Regions from separate parts of the Gossypium hirsutum genome. Here regions 1 and 3 are each linked to region 2. Evidence: chromatin contacts called from public Hi-C data. All regions are on one chromosome and are shown on one strand. Each heading gives the region's core, a stretch centred on a gene start, on an enhancer-like site or on the middle of the called end of the contact. The rest is flanking DNA. Distances are from core to core; before and after follow the strand shown. Region 1 holds the start of LOC107886477 (protein terminal ear1). Region 2 holds the start of LOC107886478 (protein JINGUBANG). Region 3 has its middle 11 kb from the start of LOC121225787.

Region 1 (2,700 bases), core at 5-2,504, 250 kb after region 2:
CTCCACAAACTTTTGGTGTTTCTTCAATGGTGTTTCTCTCAGTTCCTTCACTGGGCCTAAACAACAAACCAGGTTGCAAAATTTTGTAACAAAGCATGAAAATATCTTTGACTGCTAATCAAAGTATCAACTCCCCCCCCCCGCAAAAGAGTAAAACAAAATAGATTGAACAACAAAAACCCAAACAAAGCAAGCGAACATAAAAGACAAGAAATGAACCGAAACTTACCATAAGCTTGGAAGATTTCTTTGAGTTGCGAAATTGAAACGCCGGTGTCCAAATTGAATACCACAACAGTTCCTTGATTATTCCCCTCAGGGACAGCATTGCTTGCCGGAATAGTGAAGTGGGCCCAGACAGGCCTCCCGGCTATGAGTCCACGCGCAGAAGGGAGTGGAACACAAGCGTTGGACACACCTGGTTCGCACCCGGTAGCAGCCGCAGTGTACTGGTCTCGAACCCTGGCTTGCTCTTGCATGTGCTGCTCGCGTATTTCTTTCAACGCTTTCTCCGCATGTCTCAGATCGTAGAAATGGACGGTCACGATCCCTTCTCGGACTCTTTCCATCTGGACCCCGCGTACTTCCCCGAACACTTCCAATTCTTTCCTCACCTTTGACTCGCTCACATCGCATGGAACCAACGTTAACACCAAAGCCCTCGTCGCCGCCGCAGTCGGAGGTGGAAGTGGCAGCTGCGGTGCAACCACCATGGACGCTGTAGTGACGCAAGGCGCTGGTGCAGGTATAGCTACAGGTGCATGTAGAGGCAGGGCAGCATGGAACTGCGGTACGCCGCCGCTGCAAAACGGTACCGTTGGAGACGCAGCGTACGGGTAGTAAAGTTGGGGGGGTCTGTAGAGAGGAAATTGGGGTTGGCAAACTACGTTTTGGGCGGGCCAAAATTCTTGTGCCGTCGGGTCAAGGTTTCCAGGGAACCGGACCGTCCCGGTTTCCCCCATGGCTGTTTCAGGGCGGAGAACCAGTAGTCCACCACTCAAAGGGGAAAAAAAAGCTTTTCTTCAACTAGATAAAAAGGAGCCGAGAAAGTATATTTATGAGAAAGCTGTTCTCTTTTATCTGAGTTCAGCTTGGGAAATTAAAAGCCCAAGAAAACATTTTCTTTGTTTGTATTGTTGTCGTTTTCCATGTCCAAGAAAAACTCATTAAAGTTGGTAGTCGAAGTGTAAGTAAAAACGAAAAGGAGAGAATGGATTGGGAGGGTTTTGGTTTTTTTTCCCTTTCCTTTTCGCTATATACTTGGTTTCCAGGAAACAAGAAAAGGTTGCCAAAAGTGTCGTCGTCTCCCGAATTGCCACCTCATGGGAAAGATGATGACTTTTTTTAGAGTGAATAAAACCCCTTACTTTCTGGGTTTTTGTTTTTGGATTTTGATCATGATCCTCGTAGTAATTCGGGGGTTGATTAAGAATTTGGAGCGTGCACGTGGCCACACAAATGAAATGTGTGGTGCGGGTTGAGTAATAATAAGCATTGCTGCATGTGAGTATTACTTTTTTTTCTTTTCATCTTTGGTATTTTTGACTAATCAGAGACAGTCAGACTCGGACAGACTAATCGCTTCTCCACCTCTGCTTTTATTTTTAGCACAGTGCAGTGCACCCTCATTTATTCTTTCACATCCGCATCTATGTGTTATTCTCCCGATAATTAATAAATTAAATTGAGATATTCAATTATTAAGATTTTTTTTATCATCCAATCATCAAAACTTATAAAATAATTATTTAATTATTTAAATATTTTCATCATCGATCAATAAATGATTACTAAAAGTTAACTTGGAGTTTTTAAAATTAACATAATAATAATTTAAAGTTTTAAAATTTAAAATTTTAACATTTATATATTGTATCAAAAATTAAACTTTTAACATTTGCACATTATACTTCCATAAAACACCACCTTCTTAATGTAGATGCCTATTCTTCCTCCTTTGGTATATAATTGTACAAGTACATGAATTATTTTAATGTGATACAATTAATCCAAAGTAATTAACCATAATCATATATTAGTCATTAAAGATGCATAATTTGGTTAATGTACCTAGTAAAATTCAATATATGTACTTTAAAGATACATGATTTTAGTCAATGTACCTATTAATGTCTAATGTGCATAGTACATTACTTTCGTCAACATGGTTGTTGAAGGGATTTTTAACCTATTAATAAGAAGCTGTGAGTCCTCTTAGCATTGAAGGGATTTTTAACCTATTAATAAGAAGCTGTGAGTCCTCTTAGCATGTTTAGTATTAGGCTTAAGAGTGTTTATGCTCAATTTTAATTCTAAATTTTGTCTATTGCCTCCATCAAAATTTTGTGTCGAGTTCATGAAAGGGAAGTACCTTTACCTACCATGCAAATTCATATTTTGTGTTTAGTAAGATTTGAAACCCTGTCCTATAGCATATATGGGTTGAATTGGTAGGACGGGTGCCACAGTCTCCTCAAAGATCAAAAATTCCCTCAATAATCTTTTATGTAGCCATAAAGGCCACAAATTCCAACATTCTCTCACTTTGCCAAATGGTCACATGAGTCTTTTTAGATGTATGCACTTTAATTACAATAATGATCAAACTATACTTAATTAAATAAGTAACTACTAAAAATCATGGTGGTTTTATATCATTACAAATATAATTCCTTCTATGCATCACAATAATAGTATTTA
Region 2 (2,700 bases), core at 183-2,682:
TTCTTTTTTCAATTTAATTATGATTCAATTCCTTTTTTTTTTTCACAAATTCCATTTTCGGAAATCCGTCGCCGACGAGGGGCTACCCGAAAACGAGACTTTCCACGTTCTAATTTCGCCATCCAGGCTTCCGCTAATAACCGAAACTACATCACTATGTTCATCGTCTCTGACAGCCGTCAACGACTTCACCGGCTTCCGGTGACCTTCCAAAACTGCCAAACAACAATATTTCCCTTCCACTCCACGTTGCCAGATCCTAACCATCCGATCAGCGGACCCGCTCATTAGTAAATCACAGACGTTGATCAAGCATAGGATTGCCTTTCCATGCCCTCTCAGCGCTCCCGTCACCACCATGTAATTGGCGCTATCTTCCCTCTCCCATACCAGAATCGAACGGTCACACGCACCGGAGAAAAGCACTGATCTTTCGTCGTCTAAAGCCAGTGCGTTTACCGCTGACTTATGCTTCTCAAGAGTCGCCACCAATGCGTACCGCTTCTCGCCTGAGGGTTTCGCCCAGACTCGGATCCGTCGGTCAGCGGACCCTGTATAAACCGTTCCGTCAACGGAGGCCGTGATGGCGTTAATGGCGTCGTCGTGTGCTTTAATAGACTGTAAACAACGCGCATCCGATGCTCGCCATATCTTCAAGGTTTTATCCCAAGAAACTGAGTAGATTAAACCTCTATTGACGGCGAGCCCAGTAACGGCGTCGGCGTGTTCGATCCACAACCGCTTCACGTGACGGCGAACACTGACATAGTTCTTTGGGAGAACAAAACGACGTAAGCGGTCGTTAACGGTAGGTAGGGCGGTTAAGAACTTGTGCTTTTTAGTCACGGTCATTTGCCAGACCCGGATCTTAGAGTCCTGGTGAGCAGTGAAGACTTTTCCGTCACAGAAAGTGACAGACTTAACGGAACCGGAGGATGAATCGTTGCCGTTGTAGGCATCGAGAAGAGTGGATGTTTGGCGATCGTAGACGCTAATTTCGTTAACAGAAGCAACATACAAGAAGTTACCCTGAACCGCAACGCAGGTGATCGGGTGGTTGGGTAGAGGCATAATTGAAGAAACGCTGATGTCAGAGACGGAAAAGACTAAGGTATCAGGGAAAAGCTGTAAGGAAGGTACAGATGGCAGAGTCTGGAGGGAAGGGTTGCTAGGGAGGCTGCTGTAGCTCGTGTCACTTGAAGAAGCTGAAGATGAGGTGGCGCTCCCTCGATTATCGGAGGAACTATCGGAAACCAAATGTTCCGATAAGCGCGGTGGTTTTTTAGGGAACGGGATGGTGGAGTCGTGGGTTAAAGTGGCGCAGCTGCTGGTTGTGCATGTAGCTAGCCATGATCGGACCTTCATGCCGGCCTTTCAGCCCTAAAGCCAAAATATAGAAGCTAGGCACGAGAGAGGATTGAAGCAGGACCTTCGTTGTGGTTTATAATTATATAAAGAAAAAAAGGTAATACCACGTGGAGTTGAGAGAGTGGATATGGTACGATCAGTCCTAGGCTCCAAAAGGACAAGAAATGGCACGTCAAAAGGAGTAGTTTTGTGATTTTATTGGGGGTGCTCTTTCCCAGCTTGCTGCTTTGCAAATTACAACTCTGTAAAATAGAATTTAGGATTATCAATACAAATTTTAACTCAATATTTAACATAAACAATTTATAATTAAAGCATTAACGTATATAATTCCGTCATTCTAATCAATCTCCTTAAAATCATAAATGATAAATATGATAATTAAAAAAATTGATATAATAATAAATTTAGTCATAAAATTTTATATATTATATCACTTTATATTTTTTTAAAAAAATTCACTTTCAAAATTTATAAATAATTTTAAATTTTGATTTTAATTTTAAAAAATTATAAAAAATATATAAAATACATAAATACTTTCAATAATAATAAATTTTAGATTAATATAATATTAATAATATAATTATATTAATATTAAATAAAATAAAATAAAAATCCTCCCACCTCCGTAGCTCACCCCCTCCCACCACCGTTCCCTTACCCCCGAGGCAATTAAGAAGAAGTATGAGAAGGAATATTACAAGTATTTGGATACAAATTAGCCATGAAATTAATGGAATTCGGAAGCAATAGAGGGACAGTGATGGGTGGGGGTGGGGGTACGAGGACGGTGGAAGGAAAGTTCCGGTGGGAGAGAGGGAGAGGGACCGGAGTGAGAGATTTTTATTTTATATTAATATTAATATAAAATTTAAATTTATTATTATATCTTTTAAAAATATTTATGTAATTTTGAGAACATTTGTAAATTTTGAAGGTTAATTTTTTAAAATTGTATATAATTAAATTAATATAATATATAAAAGTTGAGAAATAAAATTGTTATTATACTAAAATTTTAACTGCTATGTAAACTATATAACATGAGTGTTTAAATTATAAACTTTTTATTTTGAGTGTCTAAAATAATTTTTTTTTATAATTGGGTTACTATCTATATAATTTACCCTAGATTTTGTATATTAAAAATTAATTATACTATTAATGTATATTTTATAAAAAATATAGTTCAAAAAATATTTTTATTTATTAATTGTAGATTTTTTAAAATTATATTACTCAAATAACTTGATGGATTAAATTGATTTGACGATTTGGTTATTTCCTCCAATTTAATTTTTATACAGTCTGGGCACAAATCAATGATAT
Region 3 (2,700 bases), core at 14-2,513, 160 kb after region 2:
GGTTAAGTCAGATTATTTGCTTAATTTGATGGTTGGGTTTGAACGATTTTTAAATTAAATAAATTTTGATTTATTTTTTAATATAAAAGAATTATTTAATTTTAATTAAAAATGTCAAATTGGCAAGGTTGGGCTAGGCAAGAAATTTTTTGTTGTCTAGGTTTAGTTTAGCTTGATTTATGGATAAGTTTAATAGAAAAATATTATGAAAAATATAATGTGATATTTAGATTAGCAATAATACAGAAAATATTATAATACTATTTAATTTTCAAGAGTGTACGGGGAAACGGATTGTTTGGAACTTGTTAGTTTGCTGCAGAGGAGGTCGAATAGTGTCATGGATGATGCTTTGGTTCTCCACATTCGTCGTCTTTGTTCAAGAGAATGGTTGATCCCAATTCGATATGTTAGTCGGATGGCAAATCGACCGGCTGATGCAATGACAAAACTGCGCATACCAGGTTCTTGGACTGCACGTTTGTTCGATAGGTCCGCTACTGGTGTTGTGCTGTTAGTTGCTCAAGATATATAAGAGCGTCCTGATATCGGTCCTCCCTCGGATTCTATGTACATGGCCTCGGTTAAGTCTATCTGTTAGTTGGTCTTTCTTACCCAAAAAAAAAAAATTCTTATTTCCCTAAAGAAATAAATTATTAAAGTTTCAATGTGTAAAAAATTGTAATATAATTAAAATATGCATAAATGTTTTGATATTATAAAATAAAACATATTTACATACATTTAGAAGAAATAAACTATACTATATTGAAATTGTAATTAATTTTTTAAAATTTTTTCATTACAAGATTTGAACAGAAAATATTATGAAAATAAGTAATGTAAATGTATCCATTTGATTAATTAAAAAATATAAAGGAAATTAAACTAAAGGAAATAAATGATGTATCCATTAAATTACAAACTTTACTAGGATTAAATTGAAAAAAAATTGGAAGTATCAAATATAATTTTACATTATTTCAACTTTCGGATTACCAAAAGAAAACTTTACATAATAAAAACGAAGAATAACCTGATTTAGTTATTAACAAGGACCACACTGTCAAAAAGCACATTATTTGGATAACGTTATTCACTGTGGTTGGATTTATTTTATAAATGCAACTTGTTGGCCTATTGAAAGCTCCATTTCGCCATTTAGATATTTATGTTGATTTTATCACCATATGTATAAATTCTTTCTCTTAATTGGATCATCGCTTACATATTGACCTAAACGTGGTAAGATAGAAGTATGAGGAGAATTGGTCCCCTCCACGTAGTTTGGAAAAAGTGAGCCTATGCTTATAAAGTTTGGCCTTCTTAACCATATATCAATGTAATTTTTAATTAGGGTAATGTTGGTTTTCATATCGCTTTGGTAATTAATTATGCATGTCATTCAACTCACTCCATCATGCATGACGACACCTGATTTGTATTGAAGCTAACACTAATTAAATTTCTATTAATTTATGGCAAAAAAAGTGCATATCGTTATATATTTTACAATTAAAATGATAATAACTTATCGTTCCAGGCATTTTGCAATGTTTTAAATAATCGCATGTTGATTGAATTAGTTTTGATGTTTGGTTTTGGGTCAATTCCATTCGTTTAATTGATTAATTATTCTACATTTAATAAGCATTATTATGGTAGAAAAAAAAAGTGCGTTTAACTCAACAACTTGGGCAGTAATTGAAAGCTAAGGCTAAATAGGTTCAATATTAGTTAATAAATGAATTACTAAAATTGTATGTAACATAATGAATTATTTTTTCCTTGATTTTAGTCAAAACAATGCAGCAAATGTACAAATATATATTAATCATTAAAAAAAATTAACTGGTAAGTACAAGCACCAATTAAGCAGACTCTTATTAAATAATATTCTTTTTAGAATGAAGCCTTTAGTTATAAAAGATAAATAATTAAATTAAATCAAAACCTTTTCATTTCAATATTAAAAAAAAAAACCTTTGCTTTTCATTATATGTCAAAAGTGATATGCAGTAGCGACTTTAATAATGTGGGTTTCATTTATAAATTTAATTATAACTTATTTTTTAAGTATTATATTTGTTTTATAATTCATATTCAGGATTTATAGCTTTTCATTAAAATAATAGTGTAAATCTGCATCTTTTACTAAAAGTACAATACGACTTACCAATGCATCTAACACTTGTTATTAACACTTGTTATTAAGTTAGATTCTTATTTGATTTGTTTATTAATTTTTTTAATTTTAAATTAAAAATTATTTGCTTCTATATATTTGTGCATTTATAATTAAAGAGGAAACTTAATCAGTGTTATAGTGACAGATATGAAATGTGAACTTCACAAAAGGCTTAGTCCAAATGGCCCAATTACCTTTTTGGTCCATTGATCTCAATCCTCAATTACTCTCTCAGTTCAGCCTTCAAGGGGACCTTCCTCCTATTTTAACTTTTCTTAAAGGATCAATTCTGAGTTCGCTAATGCAATCGCTAATTTCTTTGCCGATAGTTGTATTTGTTATGGTAAAATATATTGCAAGTTCCTACCTTCTCTGTATATTTACAATTAAATCTTTTTATTTATATTTTAAATATTTTAAAATTTTTTTGTAATTTAAATTTTTGGTTCAATTGTTAGTTTGATTAAAATTCCAATATTAAATTCAATTTCATTACGCTAATTTTCTATTAC

What was found. Hi-C and Micro-C count contacts between places; a contact is called where the count stands out from the background.
Region 1: a contact with region 2 is called in a Hi-C map of leaf, with 3 times the contacts expected there. The contact joins the promoter of LOC107886477 here to the promoter of LOC107886478 in region 2. A contact is called at or near these places in 2 of 34 Hi-C or Micro-C datasets (both in leaf).
Region 3: a contact with region 2 is called in a Hi-C map of leaf, with 1.6 times the contacts expected there. The contact joins the enhancer-like site here to the promoter of LOC107886478 in region 2. A contact is called at or near these places in 3 of 34 Hi-C or Micro-C datasets (anther and leaf).

Annotation. Positions count from the first base shown.
Region 1 is chrA03:94,695,266-94,697,965 of Gossypium_hirsutum_v2.1, reverse strand. LOC107886477 (protein terminal ear1) reads right to left here and starts at 1,254. Exons shown (of 5, transcript XM_016810448.2): 1 at 230-1,254; 2 at 1-56. The coding sequence starts at 962.
Region 2 is chrA03:94,945,477-94,948,176 of Gossypium_hirsutum_v2.1, reverse strand. It overlaps LOC107886478 (protein JINGUBANG), which reads right to left and starts at 1,432. Exons shown (of 1, transcript XM_016810449.2): 1 at 1-1,432. The coding sequence starts at 1,365. The coding sequence ends at 43.
Region 3 is chrA03:94,781,189-94,783,888 of Gossypium_hirsutum_v2.1, reverse strand. No RefSeq gene overlaps it. Among protein-coding and RNA genes, the nearest start is that of LOC121225787, 11 kb to the right of the region's middle. Within about 2 kb of position 1,263, at least 1 of the 9 cell types and tissues checked has an H3K27ac peak or open chromatin away from gene starts, as enhancers often do. A contact at or near this core is called in leaf, where this site is marked.